Regions from separate parts of the Delphinus delphis genome. Here region 2 is linked to region 1. A link is a contact called in public Hi-C data. All regions are on one chromosome and are shown on one strand. Each heading gives the region's core, a stretch centred on a gene start, on an enhancer-like site or on the middle of the called end of the contact. The rest is flanking DNA. Distances are from core to core; before and after follow the strand shown.

Region 1 (6,095 bases), core at 1,370-3,869:
CCTGTCGGGTGTTCCGTCAGCGCAGCCACAGGAAAGAACACAGTGCTGGCTATGCAGCAGGTTGGGCCCCGGAGACGCCCACCGTCCAGGTTCAGTCTGCAGGCGCCCTGGGGTGTGAGGTGTGACTCGTATGCTGCTGGACGGTCCAGGGCTTCCCGGCTTCACCCCTTGGCCCTTCCTGCAGAATGGCGGAGGGCACGATTTGCTGGGCCAGAAACCCCCCTTTACAGCTGGAGCCGCCTTGCAAAGGCCAAAGCAAACGGTTTTCTGGTTACAATGACTCTAAGACTCGTATAAAATCGAGCCCTTGTTGGGTGTCTCTGATCTGATGGCATCTACCCCAGTCCCTGCCTTTGTAGACCCACATCAGTGACACATGCAAAGGCCAAAGCCCACCTGGCTGAGCCCAGGTCTGCAAACCATCACAGTCAAAACACCTGCTTGCCCCACCTAGGAGCCCACGGCTGACCTGAGTCCACAGCCGGCCCGAGGAGTCCCCAGCCTGGCAGCCCCAATTGTGACACATGAAGGTACAATTGTGACACATGATTTAAACCCTCAACTTCCATTTAAAAAATTCTCAGTATGTCCAGGCAATGCACAAAATGTTGTGAGATTGACAAAGGTCAATAAACACATCGTCTCCTATGTCTGAGACAGAAACATAAATCCATGGAAACAGCACATGGCGATGTGCCCTGTAATCCATGTAGTTACAAACTCCTCCAAGAGCCCTGAGGTCAGGAGACACTAACAGAACAGTGAAAATATAAATCGAAGATGAGATATTAATTTGTTGTATTTTATCTATAAAGCTTTTATTATCCATAATTACGGACTTTTCACAAGCACATTTCTAAATGACTATAATTTTGTAAAGGCAATCTGTGAAAAAAAGAGTCATAAATAACAGATTTGGCTATTCCATAATTCTCAGAAGAAAAGTATTTCTCCACCTAAAATTAAATGGTATAAATTAAAACCTCTCAATTCAACAACTATGAATATATGAAAATGCATTTGTTGCAAACAACTTTACCTAATTTATGTTTTTAAAGCTGTCTGTGTCTGCGGTGTAAGGACTGGACTGTGGGAGAGTGAGGCCAGGAGGACAGAGCCGTCTTATCCAGCGAGGGATGGGCAGGGCGGGGGCGCGATGGGTGGCGGCCGCCATAGAGACCTCCCCACCCTGGAAGCCGGAGTTGCCAAGTATGGAGTTTCTGGAAAGCTCCTCAGGCAGCAAGGAAGAGAAACCCTGGTGCAGCCTGGCTCACATGTTTGGGTTCAATCCTGGCTTGATTCCCCCAGTCAGGGAGGCCACCTGCCAAGAGCTCACTTTCTCCCTCCCCCCTGCCGCTCTGCAGGTGCCAAGTACCCTCAAGGTGGCGACAGGCTGCAGTCCTTTTCCTCACACCCTCCCCCAGGTCCACCCAGAGAACGGGGTCCGTCTCTTCACCTGACTGAGTGCCTGCGAACCAGGGGCTTCCCTGTTAGTCCGCAGACACAGGGCAGGATGCCAAGTATTGATTCCATTAATTCTGTGTCTTGAATCAACAGAGAATTCAGGATTCCCTGATTGGTGTGAAAATAAAGGGAACCTCATTGAAGATGGAAACGGGAAGCAGAAGGGGATACGCTCAGGCAGGTACCACTCCGGCCCTCTGCAGACCCGACAGAAGGAACGTCCCTACTCAAGACCGGCAGGGGAGGGAAGATTTTCTCCCCGCCTGGCAACAGCCCAGCCAATGAGAGACTGTCACCACTCATCCAATGAGAAACCACCACTGCCCAGCCAATAGGAACCCCTCAGCACCCTTTACTCTCACTTTCCTCCAATGGACTTTCCTTCAAAGCAGCTCTTTCCACTTCCCCCTTTTTCTTTATAAAATGACACGCTCCTGTCCTTTGTTTGCCCAACTTGCCTGTGGTTTTGTCTTAGATTATATGTCCCAAGCTGCAATTCCTTTCTATTCCGGAACAAAGCCATTTAGCTGGTAAAACTACTGGCCGTTTTGTTTTTAAGGTCCATGTGAGCTAGAAGCAATCAGCACCCACTTCTGGAGCTGACGGTAGAGTGAGCATCTGGAGACCCTGATTTCTCAGAGGGGCAGGGGCACTGTCCCCTCTGTCCCACTCCATCCACCGACGTCCAGGTCACTGTCCCCCTCCGTGCAGGGCACTGTGCCCCTCTCTCTCTGGGGTACAGGTCACTGTCCCCTTCTGTCTCCCGGAGTCCAGGTCACTGTCCCCCGTTTTCCCCAGTGTCCAGGTCAATTCCCTCTCTGTCCCCCGCCCGAGTCCAGGACACTGTCCCTTTCTGTCCCCGGGATCCAGGTCACTCTCCCCTATGTTCCTAGGGGTCCAGGTCACTCTCCTGAGCGATACCCCCACGCCCCCAGCCCTAGGCGTTGCGCGGGGAGGAGGCGGGGACGCCCACTAGCCCCCAGTCCTCCGAGCTGCCACTTATGAGAGCCCGCCACATAGGAAGAACTAAAACGTCCCTCTCGCAGCAGCTCGGGGGGGGAAAAAACAACGCTGGAAGCTACTCGTAATTCCCTTATGTTTATTTTAACACCACGGAATCTCGCGAGATTTGAACCTGGTACCGGGAACTGGAGATATCGCGAGATGGCAGGTTGCCTGCCGCTTCCGGATACAGCAGGCATCGCGATAAGTGGAGATAACGCGAGAGGACACCAGAGGACTTCTTGACCTATCCGGGCGGGGCGGGGAAGACGAAAAGGTGGTGGTGAAGCAGGGCCTTTCCGGAGGCGATGCCGTCTGCATTCTCAGTCAGCAAGTTCCCCGTCAGCATCCCCGCCGTGATCACGGTAAGTCGTTGCCTCCTTGGCCGTCAGTTCGGTCGCTGTCGGCTGGGGCCTCTCCAAATTTCCCAGCCTCCGCCGGGGACGCCGGCGGCGCCGGACGGGAGGCGTGGGTGGGGGGTGCAGGGGCGGGGCCTGTACCTGGGTGGGCGCGGCGTGGCGTGGCGGTGGGGCCGGGGCGTCGGGGCGGGACGAGATTGGAGGACCTTCAGGCTGGCGGGATGCTGAGGTGCGGGGCGGTCGGGGGTCGGGGGTTTGCGGGGAGAGCTGGGGCCTCGTGGCGGCGAGGAGCGGGGAGGTGGGCCGTCCTGGGCTGGGATGGGGGGTCCGGGTGGCGTGGACCCGCTGTGGGCAGAGTGGCAGGGCGCGGGCCGCTCCCCCAGCACCCGTGCCCCCGGGGGACCTGAGCCCCAAGGAGGGGGTCCGAGTTCAGGGGTGCGGACGAGCCCACCTCTAGAGTTGAGCGGACGTGCGGTCGCAGCACTGTCTGGAGGGCAGGGTGTGTGTCAGAAAGGCGGGAGAAAACCACATCTTGCCAGTTTGGGTGGCCCAGGTTTCTGAGGCTTTAATCACTGCTCTGAGGAACTGGTAGCTTTGCCTCTGGGGGCGACCGAGTGCAACCAGGCACCGCTTTCTCATCTCCCCGTGGGGGAGGGTCTTTAGATTCTCCCAGCTTGAAGTGCAGGTCTGTTCGACAGGTAGGAAAGCCTTCAGTCCTGTGTGGAGGGACAGCCAGGCACGGCCGGGTGACAGTCCCTGGACGTGGGTGCAGTGGGGATCCCTGCTCCCCCTCCCCTCCCCGTGTCCTGTGAGGCTTGGCGGGCGCTCGGGACGGGCTCAGAGGAGAGGCAGTGTGAAGCCTGGTCCAGTGCACGTGGGCCCTGACGAGGTTCTGCTGTGTGTCCTCCAGCAGACGGACTGGACGGAGCCCTGGCTCGTGGGGCTGGCTGCCTTCCACGTGCTCTGCCTGCTGCTCACCTGCTTCTCATCGCGGAGGTACAAGCTACAGGTGGGGCACTTCCTGTGCCTGGGTGAGTACAGTTCTGCGGCTCGGATCGCTGTGCGCTGCGGCAGCGCGGGTGCCTGTTCTCTCTGTAGCCTCAGTGATATGTGAATATATATGTAAGGCCTCCCAACTCTCCTGCCTCGTGTTCTGCTTTGATCGCTTGTGGGTACTATAAAGATAAGGTACGTTTTGGATATTGGATTTCAAAGGCGTCTCAAGCACGTGTTGTGTTCCCGGGAGGGTGCTGAATACCAGTTACACAAACGAGAGCTGGGTTTGCGGAAACGCGGACTCTGTACAAGAGGCTCCTCTGGGGGCTTAGCTGCCCTGCCTGCTCTGGGAGGGAGTGCAAACCAGGAAGGAAAGCGCTGTGGTGCAAAAATAACACATTGCCTGAGTCAGTTTTGAAGGTAAGATCTACAGGGTTTTAGAGAAGACGCAGAGCTGTGGGGAGTCGTTGAGAAAGGTTTCACAGAGAAGGTCAAGTCATGGTAGGGGGTGTAAGGGGTGAGTACAATCTCCTTTTCTAGGGTGAGGAGCAGATGTCGGGCCCAGGCCTGGCATCTGGGGCGGAGGCAGCCGGTGAGAGCACAGGGGCGACGTCAGGTGTCAGAGAAACCACATTCTGATGCTGACTAGTTAGAAGTATGTTCAGCCAGGAAAGGTGGGCCAGGGCCTCAGAGGCTATGCTGGGCTCTTCGTCTTGTGGACGTCGGGAAGATGCTGAAGATCTTGCTTGGTAGTTTAACAAAGTCCAAAAACTCACCTTAAGTGTGATTTTTCAGTTGGCCTTGTGCAAGGTGGGAAATCAAACAAGAGGTCGTCTTAGGACAGGCGCGAATCAGCAAGCCTGCACCGGAAACGGTCCTGACGGTCAGGGGTGGCTGTCACTTCACTTCTTTACGTGGGAGCCCTAGGAAGGACCGCGAGGGGCGGACAGGACAGACGGGCTCCGGAGCCTCGTAGGGCTGGGGGTCCCCGGCGTCCACTGAGTAGCCACAGCCCTGCTGAGCATCATGGCAGGAAGGGCAGGAGCACCGTGAAACCCTGGGAGGGGCCGGACTTAAGTCACTGCCCTGACATTTAAACCGAGGGGGGAAGGATGCGGGGGAACCAGCCAGGCAGCAGGCGTTCGAGGGCCGGAAGGGACACTGCAAGCCCCGGGAATAATGTGTGCAAAGGCCCCGAGGCAGGAAGCACAGAAAAGGTGGTGGCGTCATCCGCAGAGCCTCGTGCGAGGAGCCCATATACTTGAAAAGCTTTGTGAAGCTGGGCGCTGCGTGTGGGTTTGTTGTTTTCAAGGACGAACAGAGGGTGACTTTTAGCGTGGGGATGATAGATGCTGGTCTGAGTGCGTTTACACGTCTGATGGCCCATTTAATTCTCACACCCACAGAAGACTTGCATGTTATTTGCTGCAGTCTTACAAACGAAGCACAGACTGGTTCACTGCGCCCCCAGCTCCTGAGTGGGGTGCATGGTGGATGCATCCCGTTGCCCTCTGGGGAGGTGGCCCCCCCGTGCTCAGGCCTCTCTTCTCCTCTCCCGTCTCCTTTCTTTGGCTTCCTTGATGTGCGCCTCAGGGTCCAGTCGTCGAGGGAGGGGTCAAGGATTGCTCTCCCCCATTTCACCCCAGGAACCGGGGTTTTGCACAGTTTTACAAGGCTGAGGTTCCTGGCGGCCGTCCTCCCCTCCGCCAGCCCCATCCAGGCCCTCAGCAGCTCCTGGTGCTGGGCCAGCCTGCGGTCCTCCCGCCCTGGGCGGGGCTCCACGCACTCCGCATGGGACTGCGAGGGCCGACGGGGCTGTCCTCGGCTCCTGTCCCCTCGGGTCGGTGCTCCCTCCGTGTCTTTGCCGCCAGCACCACTGGGGGCTCCAGGCAGCCAGAGGGTGCAGGCAGGTGGCCTTCAGCTCTGGTCTCAGGGCCCTCGGGTTCCACTGCCGGCCTTGCACCCGATGTGTGACCTGCGGGGCAGGGAGGTCGGCAGATGGCCCAGTGCGGCCACTGTGGTGTCGGGGCAGGAAGCCTGGTCGTGGCGCCGCTCCGCTGAGGGCTGGCCTGGTCTGACCGAGACCACCGGACTCGTGTGTCACCTCGGGTTTCCTTTCTGTGTAATGTGAAGTAGGAGTTACGTCTCGTCCAGCGTGGCATTGTTCTGTTACGTTTCTGTTACGTAGCATGTTGTGAAGGATGTATAAGGCTGTGGCGGTGGACTGGTCCCCTGACTTCTCACGTGGGCTTGCTTTCTTCTCAGTGACCTTAG
Region 2 (6,095 bases), core at 1,240-3,739, 270 kb after region 1:
ACTACATCCCTAGCACTCAGAACAGTGCCTGGTCCCGTGGCAGTTGCTTTAAAAAAAAAAAAAAAAAGTACTGAAGATAAATACTTACAAGCAGACATCTCCCATTAAGAGCCACCATAGTGCATTATGTCAGCCTAATCAACAATACTAAGTGAAATAAACAAGGCAATGGAATCCTATTAGATGCCCAACCTGAGCTGAACTGCCCTTTAAAAAACTGTGTTGAAGCCATCAGTCAGCCTTCAGTGGAGAGCTTAAAACTCAAATGATGCCTACTGTCAAAGTGAAACAAGGAGGCCTTTTACTTTTCCCCTCATAGAAATTCAATTCTGCAAATACCTAGTATGCATCATATTTTGTCCTAAAGCTGGAAATACAAAGAAAAATAAGCCACAGTTATTGCCTTCAAGAGGGCTAAATCTAGCTATAATCTCAGGAGGCTATCAAGTTAATTATAATAAAATCTGTGTGAGGAAAGGTGTCTATAAAGGGTCATGGGAACAACTACCTCTACCTAGACGATCTGGAAAAAGTAAAGAAGGGAATACTTGGGTCTGCCCTTTTAGAAAGGCTTTCCAGGCAAAATGCAAAATGGGTTCCCAGAAAGAAGCACACAACGGAAGGCACACTGAGCATCTGAAGTCCTGGGGAACAGGGAGTCCCCAGGGTGTGTGGGTAGGAAACGGTAAACGGGGTAAAGTGGGAAACGCTGAGCACACTTCTGTGGCCTTCTTTAAGGGTGCACCTAAAGAGGAGTGGAAGGAAATGCAGGAAATGCAGACTCATCAGAAGGTTTTAAGTCACTGGACTATTGACCATATGGGCCGTCCTCTCTGGGGAATTAAGGCGATGGGGTGGAAGCACTGAGGTGCCCTATCAAAGGAAAAATCCTGAAAGCTAAAGGGAAAGTGAACTCTATTTTAAGTAAGGGAGGCTCACTGTTGAAGTCCTAAAAATGAAAATAATTCTGAGCTGGAAGTTACCTGAAGAATTAAAAATAAAAAATACCTTCATTTTCATGTAGAGGAATATTGGCACATGGGGCTGTTACACAGCGACCTAGGGAATCAGATCTCTCTGGTTTGGCTTTTACAACCAAGAAATCCTGAACCTTTGCCCTTCCCCTGCCTTTAGGTCAGATCCATTTGTGAGCATGGGCCGAGGCAACATGCCAGCAAACCAGTGTTGTCATGGGTTTCGGCGCATCAGGAGGCCCTTAAAGGACAGATCAGCCCAGTGGCCTCGAGTCTGTCTGATGAAGGGGAAAAAGGGATTCTAGGCAAGTGCAATGCCAGGAACCCTGGCTTGGAGTACAGGTGCTGCAGGTGAGACGGGAACCGGACTTGGAGAAAGGACTGTACAGAAGCTAGAGGTCCAGGCTTGCATAGAGGGCTTCGGCAGGTGACAGGGGATCCGACTCGGAGACAGGACTGAACAGGAGACCCCGCTTGGAGAGAGAACCGGGCACGTCAAGGACACCCCGCCTGCAGAGCTGCCCAGGCAACGGCGCCGACCCATGCCACCCTCGGGTCTCCCCTCTCCGGCCTCCTCCGCATCACCGTTCCTGGTCCAGCGGCGCGGTCCAGCGGCGCAGCCCAGCGGCGCAGCCCAGAGCGCACGAAGCCCTTCCCAGCCCTCCAGGAAAGTCAAAGTGGGGCTAGATCAGCGCTGTCTCACCCAGACACACGAACAGCACTGACTTGGTCGCCTGTTCGGCCATCTTCCCGCGCTCAGAGAGGCGCCCACTAATCACGTAGGCACGTTTCTGGCGCGGCGCATGCGCGCCCGCGTAGTCCTGCCCCGGCCCCACCCGGAGTGAGAGTGCAGTCTCGCGCTTGCGCAGTCTGGCCCCAGAGCCTCCCGCGGGAGGCGGCGCCGAGAGCCACCCCGAGGGCGGGGGGTGGGGCGCGGGGAGGGGAGGGATGGGGCGGGACCAAGAGCCACCTGGAAGGGGAGGGGCCCAATGGGGGAGAGCTGGGGTCACGCGCCTCTGCTGAGTGACCACCCGAGGGCAGGAGAGGGCGTAGCCCCGAGTCCCGGGGTTTTGGGGGCCACAGACTGAAGCCAGAGAGACGGGGCCTGATGGGTCCCCGAGTGTCCTCGGAGAGTAGGGAGTCAGTCCTGGGATTCAGGTGAGCGCCCGTCACCTGGGCCGCGCGGCCGAAGGTGAGGCCCGCGATCAGGGGCTGGGCGGGGTCCGCAAGGGCACCTCCTGGTACCCCGAGACCCCCGCCCCCAGTGCCCGGGTCGGAACCGCTGCGCAAGGTCCGCTCTGCGGCGGGACGGCCGCTGGGCTGCCCAGTTGTCGAAGCTGGGCTGCTTCAGCAGCCGCCCTGGGACCGGTGAGGGCGAGCGCACACCTCCCTTAGCTGCAGTTTTTATCCTGCGAATATGTGTAAAGTAGGTGCTTTGCCCCGGAAAAGCGGGTGTTTACCTGCTCCCTCACCTGTCTCAGGTGTGCACCTCGCTAGACCGGTCCCTGCCCTGGGAGGCGGAGCCGAGCGGGGAGGGCCTCTCCTCTTCCTGGGTAGGTGTCGGCAGCTCCAGGGGCGCCGGAACGGACCAGGCTCGGGGTCGCAAGTGAGTACGGGTGTCGGTGACGCCGCTGAACCTCACCTGGAATCGGGACCACCCCTTGCGCTATACAAAAGTTTTGCTGAGGAGTGTAAATCTTTGGTGAAAGAGGTAGAAACGATGTCTTTGGGATTTTTTTGCTGTTGCGCATCTATTAACACTCAGTTATCCCACAACTGTTAAAAGTTAAGAGGAACCAGCTCCCTGGACTCTCCACAAATGCGGTTGTGATTCAGGTTTGGCCCCAGTTGATTCAGTTCACAGAATGGCTCTTCTCGTTTTTAATTTTAGCGATTGTCATTCACTTCATTTGTAAATATCTAATATTTGAAAAGCCAAGTATTAGGCACTATCTTTTTTCGCTGCCGTCTGTTTTAGTGGGGGACACTCTGGACCTTTGTTGGACGGTTTGGGTTCAGCCTGGGCCTGGCTCGCGCAGCCGGAGGCAGAAAGCTGCCATTGTTTCCGGGCTCCCCAGGTGTAAGTGCCGGGCCCTCCGCACCTCACCTGGCCCTGCCTGTGATCAGCCACAGTTCCGGGGAACCTCTTGGGGCAGAGTGGCCGCCTCCCTGGTGCTGTGAGCGCTGGACCTTGGATCTCTTTCCTTTACTGTGGTGGTTTTTCCTTGTGTAATGAAATAGGAAACTGCTCTGAACAGGTAGATGACCATGAGATAATGAGATTTACCCTGCTAGCTGGAAATGTGTTATTTTCACTTCATCTCAACAAACAGTTCTGTGTCGCCACTGCTGCTGCTGAGGCTGAGTTGGAGAGAATGACACAGACAGGGGAACCCTGCCCACAGAGAGTAGGAATCTGATGGCCCCAGAATGTTCTACCAAAGGGGAGGAGGTTTTCAGGTTTTCTTTTGTATACGACACATGCGTGTCCTGCATTTTTGTCCTCATGAGAGTTTTTATTGAGGTGTGGGAGATGCCTGAATTAATAATGGGTTAGTCAGAAACGCTGCACACACGCACCTCAGAGAAATAACAAGTCTCCATGGTGCCGTTTAGTTCTTTGTGTGGTCTGCTATTGGCATACCTGCGCAGTGACCAGCTGGAGGTTAAAATCAGTTGTTACTTCCATCCTGTTTATCATGCATAAACTAAGGAGAATTGGTTATTTGGTTTACAAATATTCTATTTAAACAGAGTTTCTTTAAAATGAGTTAATACTATCCCTCATCTTTTGTAAGATTAAAAAAATATTTAAAAGAAATCTGTGCTCATCAAGAGTGATTTGATGCTTTTATTCCATTTAGGAAGTTTTCTCAGGGGCTTTCTCACTGTTTAGAAAGAAAGATATGGTGGTTGGAAAGAGAACGCTGACAAGCGAAGGGGATGTTGCTGCCGTGACGCTGAGTGACCGGTGGTCACAGACGTCTTTCTACAAGTTGCCTTATGTGCAAGTGTGTCACGATAAGACATCATCCTGTGCAGTTTGAGACCTAAACACACGGAATTTTTATTTTCTTTGGGAGGAGTCCATTTTTCACAGTCACTGACCAGGTTAATGTGGCCTGTGTAGTCCTTCTCTGAGCCAGGATCACTCTTCAGTTTGAGAAAAGGTAACATGGTATAAGTCGAGGGGCTCCTTATGCTGGAAGTTATGGTTCTTGTCACTCCATAGTCTCTGTCCCCTGTTTGAATCCTGTGGTCAGGGGAACAAGAAAAGAGGCACAGGCCACGGTAATGTTTGGGGCTCAAATCATTAGTTTAGTTTGAAGTTTGGATTAGAAGGTTAATGACCTGACCAGAGAGACCAGTTTTGATTTCTAGAACTGACAGACTTTGTCTCCTTAAGACAAAGGAAGCAGTTAAACCCAGGCCACAGAGAGATAAGAATTAGTTTAAGAAACAGTGGTGTCCACCTAAAGGGGTGGGATAGGGAGGATGGGAGGGAGACAGAGGGAGGGGATATGGGGATGTATCTATATGTATAGCTGATTCACTTTGTTATACAGCAGAAACTAACACACCATTGTAAAGCAATTATACTCCAATAAAGATGTTAAAAAAAAAAGAAAGAAACAATGGCCATAGTTATCAGGTGGTAGTGTCCGAGATGATAACGTCCTAATAAAGCTAAACTCAATATTTCAACGGCTTTCAAAAGATTACATAGATATATAAGGTTTCTTTTATTTTAGCTAAGGTTTATAGCCAAGATAAAAATTAATAAAAAATTTCCTATAGGTAGCCCTCTCATAATTGAGACTCCATTAAGGAAAATAATATATTAGATGCTTGTTGACCAGAGGGAAAGTTTGGGAAGCGCTGAAGTCTGAAAACGCTGAGGTGTTGGGAGGGGCCTTTCCTCCCCCTGCTTCCCTTCTAGACTGCAGGGCTGGGCCGGAGACTAGCCACTTTTACCACCCGGGTGGCAGCTTACTCCAAATAGTTTCTGATGTCACTGTGGCCCCCAGTCACCCCAGCCCCGAGTTTACTGCCCCATGACCAATATGGGAATTATTTCTACATCTTAAGCTCATTTCAAGCTTTTGAGGTTTCCAAAGTAAAAATTTTCTCCTCAGTATTAAAAAAAAAATCCTCTTAATTAAAAAAAAAAAAGTCTTAGTATGGAAATTTTCAAATATTTCAGTTACTTTTGAAAGAAAACTTTACATCTGTTTTCTTGGCTTGAGGTTTGGCATCCATCCTTCTCTTAGGAAGAAACTCAAATATTTATAGATGATTTGCTTTGCCTTGGAATTCAAGAGACTTAAGAATTTTATGCATGTTGAGATGCAAACCATGACTTAATAATGACCTTGTCTTCACAACTTCAGCACTATAATCATATCAACATTCTGAACAGACCGTGCCCCTCTGCCGAATGGTACAGCAGAGGAAAAGTGGATGAGCCATGATTTGATGCTGAGGACAGGAATTGAGGCTTGTCTCGAAATCGTTGTTATTACTTGTTGGCTCTGATGGAAAAATTCACCATTATACAACTATGACCTGGCAGTATGCTCATATTAGAAATGTAATAGGATCTGTACTAGCCAAACAAATTAGCCAGGTTCTTCTGGAATTCAGCTGAATGTGAAGGTGTCCTCACCGTGGCCATGTGACACCCAGCTCGCAGTGACGCAGGGCTGTGTCTAGCACTCAGGCTTAGGGATTGAGCTTTGTGGTCTGCAGGCATCCCGGGCTGCGTGTGAATTCCCCAGTCCAGTAGCTTTCCTTCCCATGTTTATAAAAGAGGCTCTGACCTTCCCTACACAGGATGTTTGCAATAGCAACTCTCAACTGTGGAATTTGCTTATTTAACTGGTTTAATTCTGCCTGGTTGATGGAGTTCAAAGTAGAAAGTCTTTTGGGGGAAGGTTTACGTATCATTTACTGAGCTTTAGTTGCACGGGCCAGAACATCTGCTCCAAATCGGCTCTAGCAGGAAAGGATCTCACTGGCCCACGTGACTGAAGAGTCCGGAGCTGCTTGTGGCACCAGCTGTGGCCCAGCCCCGGGCTCAAGCAGTGCCGGCAGAGCCCAGGTCCTCTCTCCAACTCTAGT

Evidence for each region. Hi-C and Micro-C count contacts between places; a contact is called where the count stands out from the background.
Region 2: a contact with region 1 is called in a Hi-C map of lung, with 3 times the contacts expected there. The contact joins the promoter of SH3YL1 here to the promoter of TMEM18 in region 1. A contact is called at or near these places in 2 of 3 Hi-C or Micro-C datasets (lung and muscle).

What each region holds. Positions count from the first base shown.
Region 1 is chr12:89,414,329-89,420,423 of mDelDel1.2, forward strand. TMEM18 (transmembrane protein 18) reads left to right here and starts at 2,620. Exons shown (of 5, transcript XM_060027175.1): 1 at 2,620-2,831; 2 at 3,739-3,856; 3 at 6,087-6,095. The coding sequence starts at 2,775.
Region 2 is chr12:89,683,512-89,689,606 of mDelDel1.2, forward strand. It overlaps SH3YL1 (SH3 and SYLF domain containing 1), which reads left to right and starts at 2,490. Exons shown (of 10, transcript XM_060027178.1): 1 at 2,490-2,580. The coding sequence starts at 2,580. It overlaps ACP1 (acid phosphatase 1), which reads right to left and starts at 1,798. Exons shown (of 6, transcript XM_060027177.1): 1 at 1,678-1,798. The coding sequence starts at 1,720.